6 separate regions of the Mus musculus genome follow, and regions 1, 2, 4, 5 and 6 are each linked to region 3. The links are chromatin contacts, called in public ChIA-PET, HiChIP or PLAC-seq and promoter capture Hi-C maps. All regions are on one chromosome and are shown on one strand. Each heading gives the region's core, a stretch centred on a gene start, on an enhancer-like site or on the middle of the called end of the contact. The rest is flanking DNA. Distances are from core to core; before and after follow the strand shown.

What was found. Promoter capture Hi-C pulls out the DNA fragments that hold promoters and counts their contacts. ChIA-PET counts read pairs in DNA pulled down with a chosen protein or histone mark. HiChIP or PLAC-seq counts read pairs in DNA pulled down with a chosen protein or histone mark.
Region 1: a contact with region 3 is called in a promoter capture Hi-C map of erythroid cells, with 4 times the contacts expected there. The contact joins the promoter of Pmvk here to the promoter of Msto1 in region 3. A contact is called at or near these places in 1 of 39 promoter capture datasets (erythroid cells) and 1 of 115 datasets of contacts at active chromatin or transcription factors (pancreatic cancer cells).
Region 2: a contact with region 3 is called in an H3K4me3 HiChIP or PLAC-seq map of bone marrow-derived macrophages, with 8 times the contacts expected there. The contact joins the promoter of 4632404H12Rik here to the promoter of Msto1 in region 3. A contact is called at or near these places in 2 of 115 datasets of contacts at active chromatin or transcription factors (T-cell acute lymphoblastic leukemia and bone marrow-derived macrophages) and 1 of 9 other capture datasets (liver).
Region 4: an RNA polymerase II ChIA-PET map of memory CD8 T cells shows a contact between it and region 3, with 21 read pairs. The contact joins the promoter of Mef2d here to the promoter of Msto1 in region 3. A contact is called at or near these places in 2 of 39 promoter capture datasets (liver and pre-B cells) and 2 of 115 datasets of contacts at active chromatin or transcription factors (memory CD8 T cells and pancreatic cancer cells).
Region 5: an H3K4me3 HiChIP or PLAC-seq map of bone marrow-derived macrophages shows a contact between it and region 3, with 4 times the contacts expected there. The contact joins the promoter of Glmp here to the promoter of Msto1 in region 3. A contact is called at or near these places in 8 of 39 promoter capture datasets (the 3T3-L1 cell line, embryonic stem cells, hematopoietic stem and progenitor cells and 4 more), 2 of 115 datasets of contacts at active chromatin or transcription factors (bone marrow-derived macrophages and memory CD8 T cells) and 3 of 9 other capture datasets (adipose tissue, embryonic stem cells and liver).
Region 6: an RNA polymerase II ChIA-PET map of memory CD8 T cells shows a contact between it and region 3, with 5 read pairs. The contact joins the promoter of Pbxip1 here to the promoter of Msto1 in region 3. A contact is called at or near these places in 2 of 115 datasets of contacts at active chromatin or transcription factors (memory CD8 T cells and pancreatic cancer cells).

What each region holds. Positions count from the first base shown.
Region 1 is chr3:89,457,702-89,460,547 of GRCm38.p6, reverse strand. It overlaps Pmvk (phosphomevalonate kinase), which reads right to left and starts at 1,430. Exons shown (of 5, transcript NM_026784.3): 1 at 1,084-1,430. The coding sequence starts at 1,178.
Region 2 is chr3:89,772,056-89,774,755 of GRCm38.p6, reverse strand. 4632404H12Rik (RIKEN cDNA 4632404H12 gene) reads left to right here and starts at 1,356. Exons shown (of 2, transcript NR_130957.1): 1 at 1,356-2,254. It overlaps Ube2q1 (ubiquitin-conjugating enzyme E2Q family member 1), which reads right to left and starts at 1,147. Exons shown (of 13, transcript NM_027315.4): 1 at 718-1,147. The coding sequence starts at 1,044.
Region 3 is chr3:88,912,522-88,915,221 of GRCm38.p6, reverse strand. It overlaps Msto1 (misato 1, mitochondrial distribution and morphology regulator), which reads left to right and starts at 1,272. Exons shown (of 14, transcript NM_144898.2): 1 at 1,272-1,429; 2 at 1,520-1,655; 3 at 2,295-2,364; 4 at 2,444-2,519. The coding sequence starts at 1,346.
Region 4 is chr3:88,140,797-88,143,659 of GRCm38.p6, reverse strand. Mef2d (myocyte enhancer factor 2D) reads right to left here and starts at 1,288. Exons shown (of 12, transcript NM_001310587.1): 1 at 986-1,288.
Region 5 is chr3:88,323,549-88,326,275 of GRCm38.p6, reverse strand. Glmp (glycosylated lysosomal membrane protein) reads right to left here and starts at 1,253. Exons shown (of 6, transcript NM_020003.1): 1 at 1,075-1,253; 2 at 345-599; 3 at 1-161. The coding sequence starts at 1,194.
Region 6 is chr3:89,435,256-89,438,047 of GRCm38.p6, reverse strand. Pbxip1 (pre B cell leukemia transcription factor interacting protein 1) reads right to left here and starts at 1,344. Exons shown (of 11, transcript NM_146131.2): 1 at 1,268-1,344.

The sequences.
Region 1 (2,846 bases), core at 181-2,680, 550 kb before region 3:
CATGCTTTCTTAAAAGCTGAAGATGGGCCAAGTGTGGTGGCACATGCCTTTAATCCCAGTGCTGCTCTTCTTACAGACCAAGGCTCTATTCCCAGCACCCACATGAAGGCTCACAACCATCTGTAACTCCAGTTCTGGGGATCACCTGCCCTCTTCTGGCTTCCAAGAACACTCGCACACACCAAGGCACAAACCCACACCCATCACATAAACACATCTTTGAAAATAAATATCTAGAAAGGAAGGACAGAATGAGTGAATGGTGTTTCCAGGCAGGGCAGAGTGAGTGAACGGTGTCTCCAGGCAGGCCAAGCTGAATTTAAATCCTGAGTTTGCTACTTTATAACCCTAGCAAATTTAAAAATTTTAATACTAAAAATTCACCATGTTGTCCACTCTGGCCTTGAACTCCTACATGTATGAGCTCTCCCTGCTGCTGGACCACACACACACACACACACACACACAGAGACACACACACACAGAGACACACACACAGACACACACACACACAGACACACACACACAGAGACACACACACACACACCAGGTTTTAGCTCCTAAGGGCCCCTGCTTCTGCATCTGTGACATGGGATTGCTAATACCACTATTTGGTAAAGAAGCTAAATAGGTTAAATGAGATGATATAGACGCACAACACCTGGCATAGAATATTCCATAAATTCCTGCCATTGCAGGGTGTTCTGGGCAGATTCTCTTTGCAGCAGACACACTCAGGACGTGGTCTTGAAAAAAAACCTTTACAGTCTTGTTAGTCTCCTTATCTAGGCCAGTTACCTCAGACCACAATCATCAAACAGGAATGGCACGTTGAAGGTGCCAGCATAGTAATAGTAGTAATTCATGTTTCTTGAAGGCAGAGCTACATCTTCATAGATCTGCAGTGGCAGTCCCCTAGTTCTTTGAGGGAGATTTGTGCAGGCTGCTGTTTTACTGACCGTGAGGGTCTGCCTTCCCCTGCCCTGTCATCCTGTCCCTCCTTGCCCTCCACGAGCTCCCTCCATAAAGCCCTCCATCACTTGCGGTAGCGCCCTTCCTCGGTTTCCCTGCACCCGCGGACACCTGCTCTTCAGCCTCTCGGTCACGAAGTCCTTCCCGGATTTTCTCTTCCCGCTAAACAGCAGCACCAGACGCGGGGAGGCTCCGAGCGGGGCCATGGTGCCACCAAGCTTCACCAGGCCTAAAGCTGACACTTCGGACCCCTGAAATGCAGCCAAGCACGAAGTGGACCCGCTCAGTAGAAGCAAAAAGGAGGAGGGATCCCACTCCTTCTCCACACTACACAGCCCACATCGAAACCAGCGCGCAGAGAATGGGCGTAGAAACTGGAAGGGAAAGAGCCTTGCAGCCTAGTATCTAAGTACCTTTCCCGCCCCCCCCCGCCCTCCCCCCCCTGCGCAGCACGCACTTAGAACAGTCCACGCCCGCCCAGATGTGACGTCATGGCCCCGCCTTCTCGGCTGACAAGGTGAGCCGAGAGTGACGCTGGAAAGACTAGCCTCAAGTTCCCTTCTACACAACCGGCCAAACATAAAGATAAAGAAAAATAGTAATGTTGAAGGCATTTTCAAATCTGCCTTTTAATTTGTACGTTATAACTCATGCTCTAAAGCAAATATGTGTTTGCCCCGCACTAAAAATAGCTCTTTCCAAAGAAGTAACCAGACAATGACATGATAGGGTGTGTTTCTTGACGTCATAGCGAGGGAGGGGTTTAATGAACAGTATGCTATTTCACTGTTGAAAAGGTTTTGTAACTGCTGAAGCCTCCAGCTGGAACTAAGTGATCTTTTCTTTAGCCGCATACTCCTCTCCAAAGCTTTTCAGAATCTCGAAAAAGAACATTGGTGACATTAGTAACTTAGGTTAAGGAGTTTTGACGCCACTCTGAACAAGATTACCCAATTTCCTCCGGAGACCAACATCCAGCCAGAAGTTGAGAGGCAAAACTAAGAGTGTTCTGACACCTACTTACTGTTATCTGTAGATATAAATTGCTGTCCTACATTTTTCTAAGCTTATCAAAATAAAGCCTGCAGCCTATGACTGCCTCCAGTGTATAAGACTGCAAAGTCTTGTGAAAACCAAAGTGAAACGTAAAGAAACTCTTAGGAAAATCATTTCTTTGCGTATTCGAAAGAGGCTTCGGCGAAGAGATGACTCCGCAGCTAAGAGCACTGGCTGCCCTTGCTGAACACCCACCTAGCCGCTCATAACCAGCTGGAACTGCAGTTCCAGAGGACCTAAAGCCCTCCCTTAGCCTCTGTGGGAACTGCATGCACGAGGTACACAGACATACGGGCAAAACACATAAATCATTTTAAAATAAAGAACAGGAGTGGTCAGGTACAGAAAGAGTGGACCGGGGAGGATCGCCAGAACTGAGGATGTCTGTCTGTTGATAGAGCCTCTGCCTAAGCCTAGGTTTGAGGGCCAGCACTGAATAAACTAGGTTTAGTGGCAAGTGCCAGCCAGCACTGGAAATGGAAGCAGACAAATTCCAGGCCAGCCTGGGCCATAAAATAAAATAAAATAAAATAAAATAAAATAAAGAGAAGGAAGTGAGAGGCTTGGTAAACAGAGGAAAGCAGAACTGTACAACAAAATACTTTGTAAACTTTAAAGTATCCACTCACAGCAGACTGTTTGTTTTAAGCACTGTGATTTCACAGTTTGTAAGTCAGCACATTGTCCCACCTCTGTGCAATAAATATTTCTCTGGGTCCCACCGAAAGCTGGCTCTCACCAGGCCAACGAAGCCTATATAGGGTGAAGTCACTTGTGGCCTCCTGCTCACTAAGCCCTCACTCAAAAGAAATCAGAAC
Region 2 (2,700 bases), core at 107-2,606, 860 kb before region 3:
AGCGATGGCACTGCTGCCGCTCAAAACACACATTGCTGTCACCACCAGAAAAGGTGACAGTCACCTAGGATAAGCAGATGTGACCCCAGGAGTGGGGAGGAAGTGGCAAAGCTGCTACGAGCCAAGGCAAAAAGAGGAATTAAAGGTTAGTTACACCAGAGTTAGTAAGAGGAGATCCAACGTGGGGTCAATGAACGGCACTATTCTTTAGTGAAATTCAGGGAGCAAAGAGGGGTTGTACGAGGGATGCCTAGGCAGGGAGCCTACAGGTGGGTACATATAAGTGGAAAGAACTACTGAGAAGGGTCATTATGGAACCGGGCTGAGTTCCAGGCTACGTCCTTCCAGCACAGGCCTGGAATCTTATTAGAGTTGGGGTGGGGAGAAGAATGGGTCATTTCTAGGTGACATGGTAAAGTTGTGGAGGAGTAAGCAGAAGGAGCCAAAATCATAAAACCTGAGGTGTGGGTGGATTCATAGGAGGAGGTGGTTGAGGGGCCACATGTCCCGATGTCCCTTGCTCTCAGGGGTCAACAGTAGAGACTGTGACTGCACCACAGAACCTCAAGCTGAAGAAACAAGTGTAGCCTGGAGAGAAGGAGCCAAGCACCAAGAGGGGGGCTCTGGCCTCCGGGTCCTTCGAGAGCAGGAGGTTGTATGGTGTGATTTCGATCACCAGACAAGGGACCCCCAGCGTGGCGCAAGCGAGGTCCTCACCGTGATGTTGCAGTGGATGCGGACGGGGTCCCCCGGCACCGATCCCCGGGAGGGGAGATGGGGTCCGGGCGCAGCCCCGGCCCCGGCCCCTCCGGCTCCGGCCAGCAGGAACTCGCAGCTCAGCTCGTCCAGGCAGGCGCTGGCAATGCGGAAGCGCTCGTGGCCGCGGTGGAAGATGGACTCGAGCAGCTTCAGCTCCCGCCTCAGGCAGGGCCCTGGCCCCGGGCCCCCTCCCGGGCCGCCCCCGGCCCCCGGCGCCGCCCCCTGGACCCCCAGTTGCTGCCCCGGCCCCGGCTGCTGCTGCCCCTGCGGCTGCGGCTGCTGCATCCTCCGCTCCGCTCCGCTCCGGGGCCGGCGGGCCGGGAGCCTCCGGCCTCCGCTCCGGGCTCCGCCGCCGCCGCGGTCCGCACTTCCTGATCCCCCCTTCGCCAAGATGGCGCCGCCGCCACCTCCGGGACAGGCCCCCTCCGCTCGCCGGCCCACCCCCCCCACGGCCGCCGGAAGCCGCGCGCCCCTCCCCCTCCGCGGCGGCCCCGCCTCCGGCCTCACGTGACCTCTGAGCTCCGGCCCCCGGCACGTGATCCGCGCGTCTTTCCCGCCCCCCGGCCCGCGCCTGTCACCCTCCACATGTGACCCTAGGCCCTCGCCTCGCTGCTCGAAGCGCTTCCGTGCGTGTACGTGCGTCGTGCGTGACCGTGCACCGGGGGGCCTTTGCCAGCGCTTCCCTGTCACATGGCCGGCGTCTCTTGTCACGTGGCCGGTGCCTGTGTTCCCAGGGGCTCCCCGCGCGGGACTCTGGCTTCCTGCTTGCGTCCCGCGGCCCCCGCGTGCGGCGCATGGCCGTGTCTGTCCTGTATTCCCATGGGGGTCGTCGGGCCGGGTCACCGGCCTCCGCGTCTGCGGCGGGAAGGCGCCTTTCGCTACGGTCGGAGAAACGGACTTGGATCTCCCTGCGGTTCCTCTATGGTGTGTGACCTTGGGTTATCTACGCTCCTGGGGAGCCTCAGTTTCTCCATCACAACAATGGCACTGTACAAGACGGGGAGGCCTCTTTAGCCTGTTCCCAAAGGCTCTGTGCAGGGATACTGAAGTATCGAGTATGGTCGCTGGTCAGCTACGTCTGAGGGGACAGATGGTGCGGCTTCCTCCACAGAATCACAGGGCTTCGTTATGTGTGAGTGCAGAGTACTAAGCTAGGGGTTGCATAGACGACACCCACGCCTACCTGCTATTCTTCTTCCCACCTCGTCGCACTGATCCTGAACGGGGCTTGAAGTTTGCGGCAGTACCTCGTCGTTCCCACTAGGTGGCACTATCACAAAGGACAACGGAGGGTCCTGAAACCCAGAGCTGCAAACTGGCAGGTGCCAGGATGTTGTAAGGCCTGATGGGTTTGGGACCAATTCATCATGTGAGCCGTTGGCCCGTCTACCGTCACCACCTCTATGTTTTTTGGAAGCTGACTGTACCTTGGTGCTGGGCTACTGATTCACTCAGTGATGTTAGCAGAAAGCTTTACTAGGCCAAGTTTAACTCCGTATGTTTTAAGAAATTCGTGTTCTTTGAGCCTGGGGGGATGAGTGTGGGTGTGTGGGTGGGGCTGGTTTTTCTAATGACCAGAGCAGCCTGAACATTTAGCTGCATACCATCTTTGTGCCTATGTCCACAAGCTGGAAGCATAAAATACTAGGGTAAGCCAGTCCTAGCAGAACAGGGTTGTAGTCGCAACTATCTAGGAGAGTCAGAAGGCCAAGGCCTACCTGGATAACTTAGTAAACTCCTTTCTCGGCCAAATAACTAATAAATAAGGGCTGAGGGTGTGGTAGAATGCTTGCTTAGCTAGTAGAAGCTCCAAATTTGACACCCTCCCCCATCATCACACACAAAAAGAGTAATTGTAAAAAGTCTAATTTATCAAGCATTCCCCAAGCCAGGAATACTAAGCAAATATTTCTAACCCTTAACACCATTGCAAGGTGAGTG
Region 3 (2,700 bases), core at 23-2,522:
TTAAAAAAAGAAATAAATCTAAAAAAAAATCTCAAAATTAAAAGGCAGTCATTCTTTAAAATACTGTTCTATATGATGCATTTTTCTAAGTATTTTACTAGCAATGTGCTTATGTTCAGAATAATGTACACAGCTAGGGATTTGGTTCCGTACTACCCTGTGGGTGCTCAGGTTAGAACTCTGGTCTGCAGGCTTGGCAGCTCCCAAGCTCCCCTTAACCCATCGAGGATTTTGCCTGGACCCATTTATTTTATTCATAAGTGAATACTAGATGGTCCAAAAGAAACAGAGCAAGCCATTTGGAATAGTAATTTGTTTTGTTTGTTTTGTAACTTAGATATGGTCTCATGCAGTCAGGTGAGCCTTCAACTTGCTTCGGAGCCAAGGATGAATAATCTCTCTCCGCATCCTAGGAGGGCTTACAGGTTCCAGCCATCACATGCGGCTTGGAAACGCTCTACAAATTGGATAGCCAAACGTTTATAAAAACATAAAAGACTGTTCCCACAGCCGGGTATGGTGGCACACGTCTTTAATCCCAGCACTTGGGAGGCAGAGGCAGACAGATGTCTGAGTTTGAGGCCAGCCTGGTCTACAAAGTGAGTTCCAGGACAGCCAGGGCTATACAAAGAAACCCTGTCTCAAGACAAACAAACAAGCAAACAAAAGACTGTTCCCAACCTTATCAGTGGCACGGCCTTTGATTCCAGCACTCCGGAAGTGGAGGCTTGATTTCTTTTGAGTTTGAAGCCAGCCTGCTTTACACAGTCATTTCAGGCCAGCCAGGGGTTACATACTGAGAATCCATCTCAAAAAGATAAAAATAACGAACCAAGTCAAAGAATAAATGAAAAGAGCACTTAAGTACAATCAAACTACATGAACACGCGAGAAAGGGACTACAATCTTCCCCAGAACCTAACAGAAACCGAACCATGGGGCCAGCCCACTGGTTTAGCAGGGCTGGGACATTAGAGATGGGAAAAGGAAGTGAGTGGGAGGATCCAGAGGAGTCGAATTCCCCCTCAGATTTTTTTTATCCCCTCGCGTGAATTATTAGCTACAGGAGAGGGGCATCTGCGCGAAGAGAGACAGAAGCAGGTGAGAGAACCTTCCATGACCTTGGCCAGACCCGCCACAGTCTGAGGCGCAGAAGGAACGGAGAGACAACAGCCGATCGCGGCAGCTTCCTACATTCCAAGAAGAGGAAGAGGCGGGGCGTGAGCTGCGGCCTCGGAGACCAACGAATCGGGAGGCCAACGGGAAAGCACGTGCTCGCGCGGGAGCCGCCCCCTCCGGCTGATGGGCCCGCGGCGGCAGTGGAGTGCCCAAGAGCAGCGGCGGTATGGCGGGCGGGGCCCGCGAGGTGCTCACGCTGCAGTTGGGACATTTCGCGGGTTTCGTGGGGGCGCACTGGTGGAACCAGCAGGTCAGGCACCTAGCGGCAGCCCGGCGTTCCCCGCAGACAGTACCGGCCCTGCCCCTCTTCCCCCTCCGCTCAGCCCTGTGACCCCTACAGGATGCTGCGCTGGGACGCATGGCCGAGGACGAAGAGTCGCCAGGCGAGCTGTGCCCCGACGTCTTGTACAGAACAGGCCGGACACTGCATGGCCAGGAAACCTATACGCCTCGACTCATCCTAATGGATCTGAAAGGTGAGGCGATGGTGGGCTCAGCCAAGTTTTCCCGTGTGGCGTGCGAGGGCCCTAGCATCAGTTCACTTCAGATACCGGATCGGGCACAACCCCCGACGATGTCGAAAAGGCAAGTTTACTTCAGGATCTGGCTCTGGAATTGTCAGTATAATGTTAAGCTGCTTGCACTCACACCTACAGACGGACCACAGCTTGTTTTGTTTTTTTGTTTGTTTGTTTTCGAGACAGGGTTTCTCTGTATAGCCCTGGCTGTCCTGGAACTCACTTTGTAGACCAGGCTGGCCTCGAACTCAGAAATCCGCCTGCCTCTGCCTCCCTAGTGCTGGGATTAAAGGCGTAAACCACCACTGCCCGGCTGGACCACAGCTTTTGAGAGAAGGATGGATTCCATATTCCCTGTCCCATCTAATGTATATCCAAGTGCCATGTAGTTGGGCACGCCCTTAATCCCAGCCAAGGCAGGTAGAAGCTCTGAGTTCAAAACCAATTTGTCTGTATTGTTGGAAACTACTCAGGGCTACAAAGGGACACCTCATCTAGGTAGAGAGGAACTGCCACACCATATTCCCTGACAGGTGATCAGTTTAGTCTTGATCACATGACCCCCTAGGTTTAACCTTGCCTTTCATTTCTGGGCAGGTAGTCTGAACACTCTAAAAGAAGAAGGTAACCTCTACAGAGACCGACAGCTAGAGGCTGCAGTAGCGTGGTAAGTACCGCTCCTGTGAGCATGGCCCACTGTGTGTACATAGACGGCTGGAGAACTCTGCTTACTCTTACTCTTTCAGGCAGGGGAAGCTCAGCACACACAGAGATGACGCCCAACCAAAGAACCCAAACCTCCAGGGCCTTCTGAGTGCAGAGGTGATGACGAGGGGTGGGGCTCTGTCCCAAACCTTTAAACCTGCTACAAGCACAGTGGCTCTCCGATGCACAGTAAAAGGTGTCTAGTCACTGTAAATGCCATAGAGTAGTGTTTTTGGAAAAAGCACCGTTGTCTCTGAACTGGCGGGAACCCAGAAACTGGCTCAGAGGTTAAGAGTCG
Region 4 (2,863 bases), core at 39-2,538, 770 kb after region 3:
CCATCCTGGAAGACGCAGGAAGGAAATTCATTCACAGGCAAGGCCATGGGAGTTGGGACAGCCAGGCTGAGCACTGGGGCTCGGTGGCCAGAGGCCAGAAGCTGGGTGTCTGAGAACACTGTCAGGTAACTCGCCAATGCTCCCCTCGGCGGATACCTACCGCGGATACAGGGAGACGAACAGAAGGTGGACAGCTCCCAAGGCCAAGCGCACTCAGTAGGCTCCTCTCCGAGATCCGGCCAGAGCAGCCCAAGGTCACCGTCCCAGACGGCAAACTTCCCACAGTCAGGCAGCTCAGACCCACTGAGGGCTAGGGGGAGGGGTAAGATCCACCACTCACACAGCCAAACAGGCCTCGGAGGAAACTCACACGGGTAGGGCAGGAGGGAACGGGATCCACCCACTGTACTCCCCTAGCCTGGCCCCAATGTGCCGGTCAGTCGTAGGCAGAACTGGCACTCAGGACAAGCTGGGTAGTCCAGGGCCACTGGGAACCCCGAGGGCTCGATGGAATCTCTGGGAGGCCTCCCTGCCCCATCTCTGAGGTGGGAGGCCGGGAGCACAGTAGTCCCTTGGGCCAGCCTCACCACTCGAACCCCACTCGCACTGACTCGGCCCGCACCGCACCGTCCAAGAGAAAGGCCTGGAGAGGTCCTGCCAGGTGTTAACAGCTGCAAACTACTGTCCAGGGGTTCTCCAGCCGGCGTTGCTGACACGCCCGACCAAGGGGGCCCCCACGGGCGCGAAATCGCGGCCGGAGCCACGTGCGTTGCGCCCGCCAAGGCGCGAGGCGACGGGGGCTCGGGTACCAGGCGCGGCTGTCACAGCAGACACCCCAGCACCAACACTGCCTCCGTCGCCCCGCCCGGACCGGGACGCTCGTGCCAGGGCGCCCGTACACCCCTCGCGCTCCAGACCACCCTGAGCCCGGCCGCGCGGCGTGGGGGAGGGGTTCTTAAAGGGGCCGACGCGCGTCGTGACTCACCAGCCCGTGGGGGGGACGGGGTGTCACGGCGCCCGGAGCCTCGGCCCGGTCCGCCGAATCCTCGGTTACGCGAAGCCGCAGCTCCGACGGGAAACAGCGAAGGCGCCGCGTCCACGCGGCCTGGGCGGCGCCACAGGGCCGGGACCCCCTGGTGCGCGCGGGGGCGGCGGCGGCGGGCGGCAGGCACGCAGCCGAGCGCCCAAGCCGCCTCGACGGTTGTTGATATTTTGCTTCCTTCCTCCTTTCGGGCTCCAAAGGCAACTCCTCCAGCCCCAGACTCGAGGCCGACGTAGGCACCGCGCAGCCTAGCTTGCGAGATGGGAGGGGGGGAAAAGACGAGAGTGATGGACAAGCAGGGGGCCAATGGGAGGGCCCCGCAGGGCTGGGGGCGGGGCCTGGCAGGGAGGCCTGGGACGCAACCCCGCCCCCTGCCCGCGGCCTGCGCCCCACCCCTTTGGGGCGCGCGACCACGGCGCGTGGAGCCCAGATCCCTCCGCCTGCGGGACAGAGCGAGGCTGCGGGTACCTCAGCACCCCAGCTCCAGAGTTGGCAGGGATCTAAGTAAATAAGTTCTGGGGAGATAAGAGTGTTGGTAGGCCCCAGCTCCTACACTTACTGTGTGACAAAGCTCCGAAGCCAGATCGCGCTCTCTTATCTCGTGGTTACCTGGGGAGCTCCGCTGCTCCCTCTACCTGTGACAGGTCCCCTCCTTTCCCCTGACCCGGCTCGGTTGACGCCCAGACATTTAAAGCTACAGTGCATAATTCTCGGGTGATCTAATCTTTTAGTGCCTGCGGGCCCCAGCGCACTTAACTACGGAGGGGGCAATTTAAAGGGGCGGGACCCCAACCACTACCTCCCTTGCCTCACAGGAAACATCCAGAAGCCTTGTCTTGAAGAAATATAACTCTCTCAAAAAAAAAAATCTTTTAAAATCCCCGACGGCCTCTGGGCGTGGTGAATTTTTAAGTGCTTCACAACAAGATTGTGCGCTCCATTGCTTCTGGACCTTTAACCCGTCAGACTTCCTGTCCGCATCCTGTCACTAACAAGTCCTCGGCTGGCTCTACCTGGAGCTTGAGGAAATGACAGAGTCTGGCGTGGACTTCAAAGCCTTAGCAAAACAGAAGCAAGAGGTTCTTCAACAAGCTAGGGTCTGCTTTACTGAACAAAGTCCCTGTTCTGGCTTCTTGTGGGAGAGATGAGAAGAGGCGACAAGTGGTGGGTTAGAAAATTTATAATCTCGGAGTCAGACTGTTTTGGTTCAAAATTTTCCACTATTTCTGAAAAGAGCAAAGCACATCTCTTAACTCTCCATCCTCTTGGGTAAGCTGAAGGTGGTAAGGCCAGGTACATAACTTGTGAATTTGGTGTGAGTTTAGTTCCCAGTAGACTAGTACAGTGCCTCGTGTTGCACTGTATGACCCACACGGGCTGCTCAGCTGAAAATGAGCCCTTTTAGGGCCTGCGTGAGTTCAGAAAAGGCTCATAGTGGGCCAGTTCAATAGGACTATTCTGCAAAGAGCTTGGAGGCATATATGTACCTCCTTAAACAGGAAGCACGTAGGCTTCTAGTCCCTCGGCCTCCCTTTTCAACCCTTCCACTTTGCCCCTCCTTCCAGAAGCCTGATTTATGTAGGATCACACATGGTCCCCAAATGTTGCTCCTTAGTTTTCCTAGTAGTATGGGGGGTGGGGGCACAGAGCTGCCAGTACTCCTTGAGCAGTCTGGTTTGCCCCCAAGACTTGAGTGAAGGCATCTGCCCTTCCCCAAGCCCTGGGAGAACACAGCCTTGTTCCTGCTTGTGGCTATGGTGGGAGCAGAATGGGAAAGTGCCCTCCCCGTGGGGAACCTCCCCTCACTTGTGGCCTCTATTT
Region 5 (2,727 bases), core at 4-2,503, 590 kb after region 3:
GGATCATCTACAGGGCGGCCTTGAAAATCGGCACTCAGGTTGGCAAGATCCAATGAGTTGGTGATATTGTTCCAGGAGAACTTGGCCAAGGAGTACGGAGGGTATGGCTTTCCTGGAGGCTGTGCCCCCTCGGACGCATTGGTGCTGTCAAACTCAAGCAGCTGGGGACAGGGTAGAGTGGAAGAGGCTTGCCTCCCTCTGGCTTTCTCTTGAATATCCCTCCCAGTCACCCCACCCAAAACTGCATTCACTTCACCCACCCTGGGCTAAACCCGTCCCTCGCCCTGGGGGTAGGATGGACTCTCTTCTTGTGATCTTCTCTCTGGGCTCCTTCAGACCCTCACCCTGGTGAAGACGAGAGCAGAAGAAAACTGTATGCTGCTCTTGGGGAGCACCATCAGGGCCCCAGCAGGATCGGGAGACAGCAGGAGACTCCAGTTGACACTCAGGACACTCTGAGTGGTGTTAGTGGCCACCAGCACCACAGCTGGAGGCCCCAGGCTGCTCCACACATAGTGCAGGGTGGAGTTGCTGCCCACTGCCCGAATATGAAGCAGGTTCTGTGGATTTGGCCAGCCGGAAATAACCTCCATAGATACCTGGAACACGGGGTAGTGGGGCGGAAGGAGCAAGATCAGGTATGCTCACAGGCAAAGCTGCAGCTTGTAGGTGGAGGACAGGACCTGGGCAATGCAAGGGCTCTTGAGGACCAGGCAAGAGGGAAATGTAGAAACTGAGGGGAACTTGGAATCAGGGGCAGATGTAGGGTTGAGAACATAGGGTGGATCCAGGATTACTCAGAGGGCTCAGAGCTAACAAGGCTTTTAAGTCCCCAAACTTGCCTGTTCCTGGGCTACAATGGCTGAGCCATGGCTCAGACATCGTCAGAAAGCAGGACGCAGTCATGCCTGACCCCTCCACAATTCTTCCAATCACTCGTGACTCCACACTGAGCTCTCTGGGTTGTTATCTCTCTTGCATCCACCTTCCACCCCTCTGTTGTCCCAGATTCCGGTCATCCTAGAAAGGTAGGATTTCCGGAAACATCTATAACTTCAGTTCCAGAGCCCTTACCTGGCGAGTCTCTTCTCCCTGCAGGCCAAATGGAGCTGAACACACAAGTAGACTCAAAAGGAGCCATGGGGTAGGGGCACAGGGGACCCAGCCCCAGTGAGGTCCCCAACAGCGAAACATACAGCCACAGCTAGTTAAACTCAGCGGAAGAGCCTCAGAGTCACATGACTCCTTTCCTGCTGATCCCTTTTGAGGGCGGGCCAACAAAGTTCTTAAAGGGGCCGCTTCTATTAACCCAGATCTGTTTAAGTTGGAATAGCCTCCCGAAAGCTCAAGGTGAACAGGTATTTTATCATCAACAGGTTGGCCTAGGCATCCTAGACTAGCTGTGCAAACATACTCCTACCTTACTGCAGACACCCTACCGGCCCCACCTACATCACCTCTGGTGAATAAACCCAGATTAAAATTTCCACACAATTTAACAGAGTAATTTGTATGTTACTGCTCTGTGCTAGAAAGATATAGAGAGGGCTGGAGAGATGGCTCAGTGGTTAAGAGCACTGACTGCTTTTCCGAAGGTCCTGAGTTCAAATCCCACCAACCACATGGTGGCTCACAACCATCCGTAATGAGACCTGACGTCCTCTTCTGGTGCAGCTAAAGACAGCTACAGTGTACTTAGATATAATAATAAAAAAAAATCTTCAAAACAAAAAAGGAAAGATATAGAGAGGAATTGGATATAAAAGAACCCTTGGGGGTCAGCAAGATGCCTCAGCATTTGCTCTAAACTGAACATGAGTTGGATATATATTCAGGACCAACGCGGTAGAAGGAGAAAAATAATTGCCAGAAGCTGTAACCTGATTTACACATGCATTCTGTGCATTGCTCACATAAAACAAGTGCAGTAAAATGTAAAAGAATGCCGGGCGGTGGTGGCGCACACCTTTGATCACAGCACTTGGGAGGCAGAGGCAGGCGGATTTCTGAGTTTGAGAAAAGTGAGTGCTAGGACACCAGGGTTACACAGAGAAACCCTGTCTTGAAAAAACAAAGACAAAAACACAAACAAAAAAAGTAAAAGAATAATAAAAGAATCCTTAGGTATGGTAGTCTCAGAAAACAGAACCAAACAGGAATGGAGGCTTGTTTCTACAAGGGGACCAAGACACCCTAATTCCAGCCAAGAGGTGAGAAGAGGAAGACCAGAAATTCAAGGTCTGGGGCATGAGATGTTCAGCAGGTAAATGCATTTCATTTATTAGATTACCAAGTAGGCAGGGACTGGCTGTCCAGGAACTCTTTATACATACCAGGCCGGCCTTGAACTATTAAAGATCCACCTGCCTGCCTCTACCTCCTCTGCTGGAATTAAAGGCATGAGCACCACAACCAGCCTGTTTTTCCTAAAATCTTAACATGTAAAGTATTTTGCCTGTATGTCTGTCTGTGTCTGGTGTCCTCAGAGACCAGAAGAGGATGTCAGATCCTCTGAGGCTGGAGTTACAGATGGCTGTGAGCTACCATGGAGATGATGGGAATCAAACCTTGGGTCCTCTGGAAGAAGTCAGTGCTCTTCATTACTGAGCATTTTCTCCATCTCCAACTTAAATCTGTTAGACTAATGCACAGTACAAATTTGAACCAGGTGTTCTGGCACAAGCCTTTAATCCTAGCTAACCAGGGCTACATAGAAGACCTTGTTAA
Region 6 (2,792 bases), core at 95-2,594, 520 kb before region 3:
CCCAACTACTCCCACTGGGTTTAAGTCCTGCATGATTGCCTTAAAAAACCCTGTGGCTCTGGGGCTGGTGAAATGGCTCAGCAGGTAAGAGCACCAGACTACTCTTCCGAAGGTCCTGAGTTCAAATCCCACCAACCACATGGTGGCTCACAACCATCCCTAACGAGATCTGACTCCCTCTTCTGGTGTGTCTGAAGACAGCTACAGTGTACTTACATTAAATAAATAAATCATTAAAAAAAAAAAAAATCCTGTGGCTCCTGTTGGGCAAGATTCAGGCCCAAGATAGGTAAAGGACATCTAGTGGTGTCTTCCACAATGCTCATGTCTCCTAGACACTGATACCCATCCCACACAGGGACAAAACAATTGCAATGACTTCCCTATACCAAGTCCCCAAAAAACCCCGAACTCCCCACCCCCTTCTTCTAGTGACACCCACACAGCCATCTTCCTTCAGCTTTTGGCTCTCAGTCCCTCCACTGTCCTGCCATCCCCAGTTGCTGTGTGTGACTGTTAACAGGTGGCAGCAGGAAGGAAGTGGCCACAGCAGCTAGAGCAGAGGTCCCTGTTTATCCCTGGCTGTTTACAGCCTGCTCAGGTCCTCCAGAACTCAGCACCATGGCAACCAGGGTGATGTCAGACCCATCGTCTCCATGGAAATCGGCAATGGTATGGTATTTAGGTCAACAAGACAAACCTAAAACTGAAGCAGAAGTCTTCCTAGAACCCCTGCACTCGGGGTCCCAACCCTTGATACCAAAAAGCATCCCCGCTTTCCCAGGCCGGCACATCGGCACATTAATACCTTATTAGGAAGCCTGTCTAAGCAATCCAGAGCCCACTTAGCTGCCACCCTTCCCAGCTGTGATTTTAGGGCAGTCTTTGACCTCTAAGAAGAAAACCCACCCACTACTCTCTCTCCCCTTTTCACTCAGGCAGGATTTCACAAAAACTTCTGCTGTTTCTAAAAAAGAGAGTGTTCCCAGTCTGCACAAAACTGGGAAGTCTGGTTTGATATGCCCTTGATTGTCTCTAACTTCCTTCTCTGTCTGACCTTTAAAGGGAAGGACCTGGGACCACAAAAACTTGCCTGAGTTCCTGCTTCGGAATCATCTGTCTCCCTCCTTCCCCGCCCTTCGGTCCTGTGTTGGGCAGTATGTGGACGCCGGGGCTGCCCACTCCTTTTATACAGCTTTGCCCTCTTTTGTTATCTGGGGATAAAGTGGGAGTCTGTAACGCCCCTTCCCGGCAAGGACTCCTTTACCTGACCCAGCTCCTCGCTTCAGTCTTCAGCTTAACTTGTTGCAACCTCCCAGCCCAGGAAGACAAGAGGGGAGTCACGTGGCTAGTGTTTGACCAGTGAAAAGTCGACTTCCCCGCGGGGGGGGGGGGTGAGGGGGAACTTTTGACCAATGAAAAGCTGGACTTGAACGCCCAGGCAGGGGAGAGAAGGTCTACGCAGTACCTCTCTCCCTTGGTTTATCTTTTTTGGTGGGCAATTTGGTCTCCAGCAAAGTAAATTTGGGAGACCTCCCCTCTTTTCTCAGTGTCTAGTGTCTAGTAGGAAGACCTAAAACTGAAAGGTGCTGTCTGATGAGGGGGCAAGGACCAGGTGCCATGTTGGTCCCAGGATAGACAGAGACAGCTGTAGGATGGGGGATGGGGTCCAGTGCAAGTTGTGGGTTTAGAAATAGCCCTCTCACCACTCTTATCCGCCCCAATGCAGACTAAGGATGCCACTACTTTGGATATGGAAGACGGCCAAGCATGGTGGTGCCAGCTCCTGGGAGACAGAGGCAGGTGTGCAGGTGGATCTCTTGAGTTTGATATCAGCCAAATCTATATATAGTGAGTTCCAGGCCAGTGAGGGCTACATAGTGAGATCCTGCTACACATGCACACGCACACCCTGTGGGATGTCTTAGCTGGGTAAAACCTCCACGTGTGCACATGTTTGCACCTCAAGAGATCATACAGACACAAGATAATAAATTTTTAAAAAATTAATGGAGGGAGGTGCTATAATCCCACCACTGGAAAGACTGAAGAAGTGGATGTTGAAGTCCAGCCTGGGCTACTAAACAAATCCCAAACCAAAACCAAACTAAAACAAAAGCAAAAAAAAAAAAAAAAAAAAAAACTCAAACAAAAACAATGGAAGAACCGAGGCAGAAAAGCATCCACAAATTAAAGTCAGGGCTGGATGTGACCCAGCAGTGGAGCGCTGTCTGTCATCTGTAAAATGGAAGGGGAAGCATTTAAGAAATTTCAAATTTTTATGTGGATGGGTGTTTTGCCAGCATGGCTGTAGCATTCTAGAGTTACAGATGGTTGTGAGCTGCCACGTGGGTGCTGGGACTTGAACCTGAGTCCTCTGGAAAAAAACAGGAGTTCTTAACTGGTGAGCCATCCAGCCTGAAAACTCATATTTAAAACCAACCAACCAAACAAACAAACAAAAACCCCACCTTACTTGTGTGTGAGGATACATACCAGCCGTGGGACACAGGGCAGAGGGCAAGCTGCCATGTCAGTTCTCTCCTTCCACCCATGGGTTTCAGAGATTGAACTCAGATCCTCAGGTCAGCCCAAAGTATCTTCACCTGTCACCTCCTTGGGCACCCCAAATAAATGTCTGAAATAAAAACTCTGGACGCAAGGGAACTGGAAGGTTTAAATCCAGAGCTCAGGCCCTGATGCCAGAGGCCTTGGCTCCAACCCCATCTGGCTTCCGACTAGCCCAAGAATTGCTCCAAAAGCGGAGGTTCCCACATTGAGGATCTACAAAG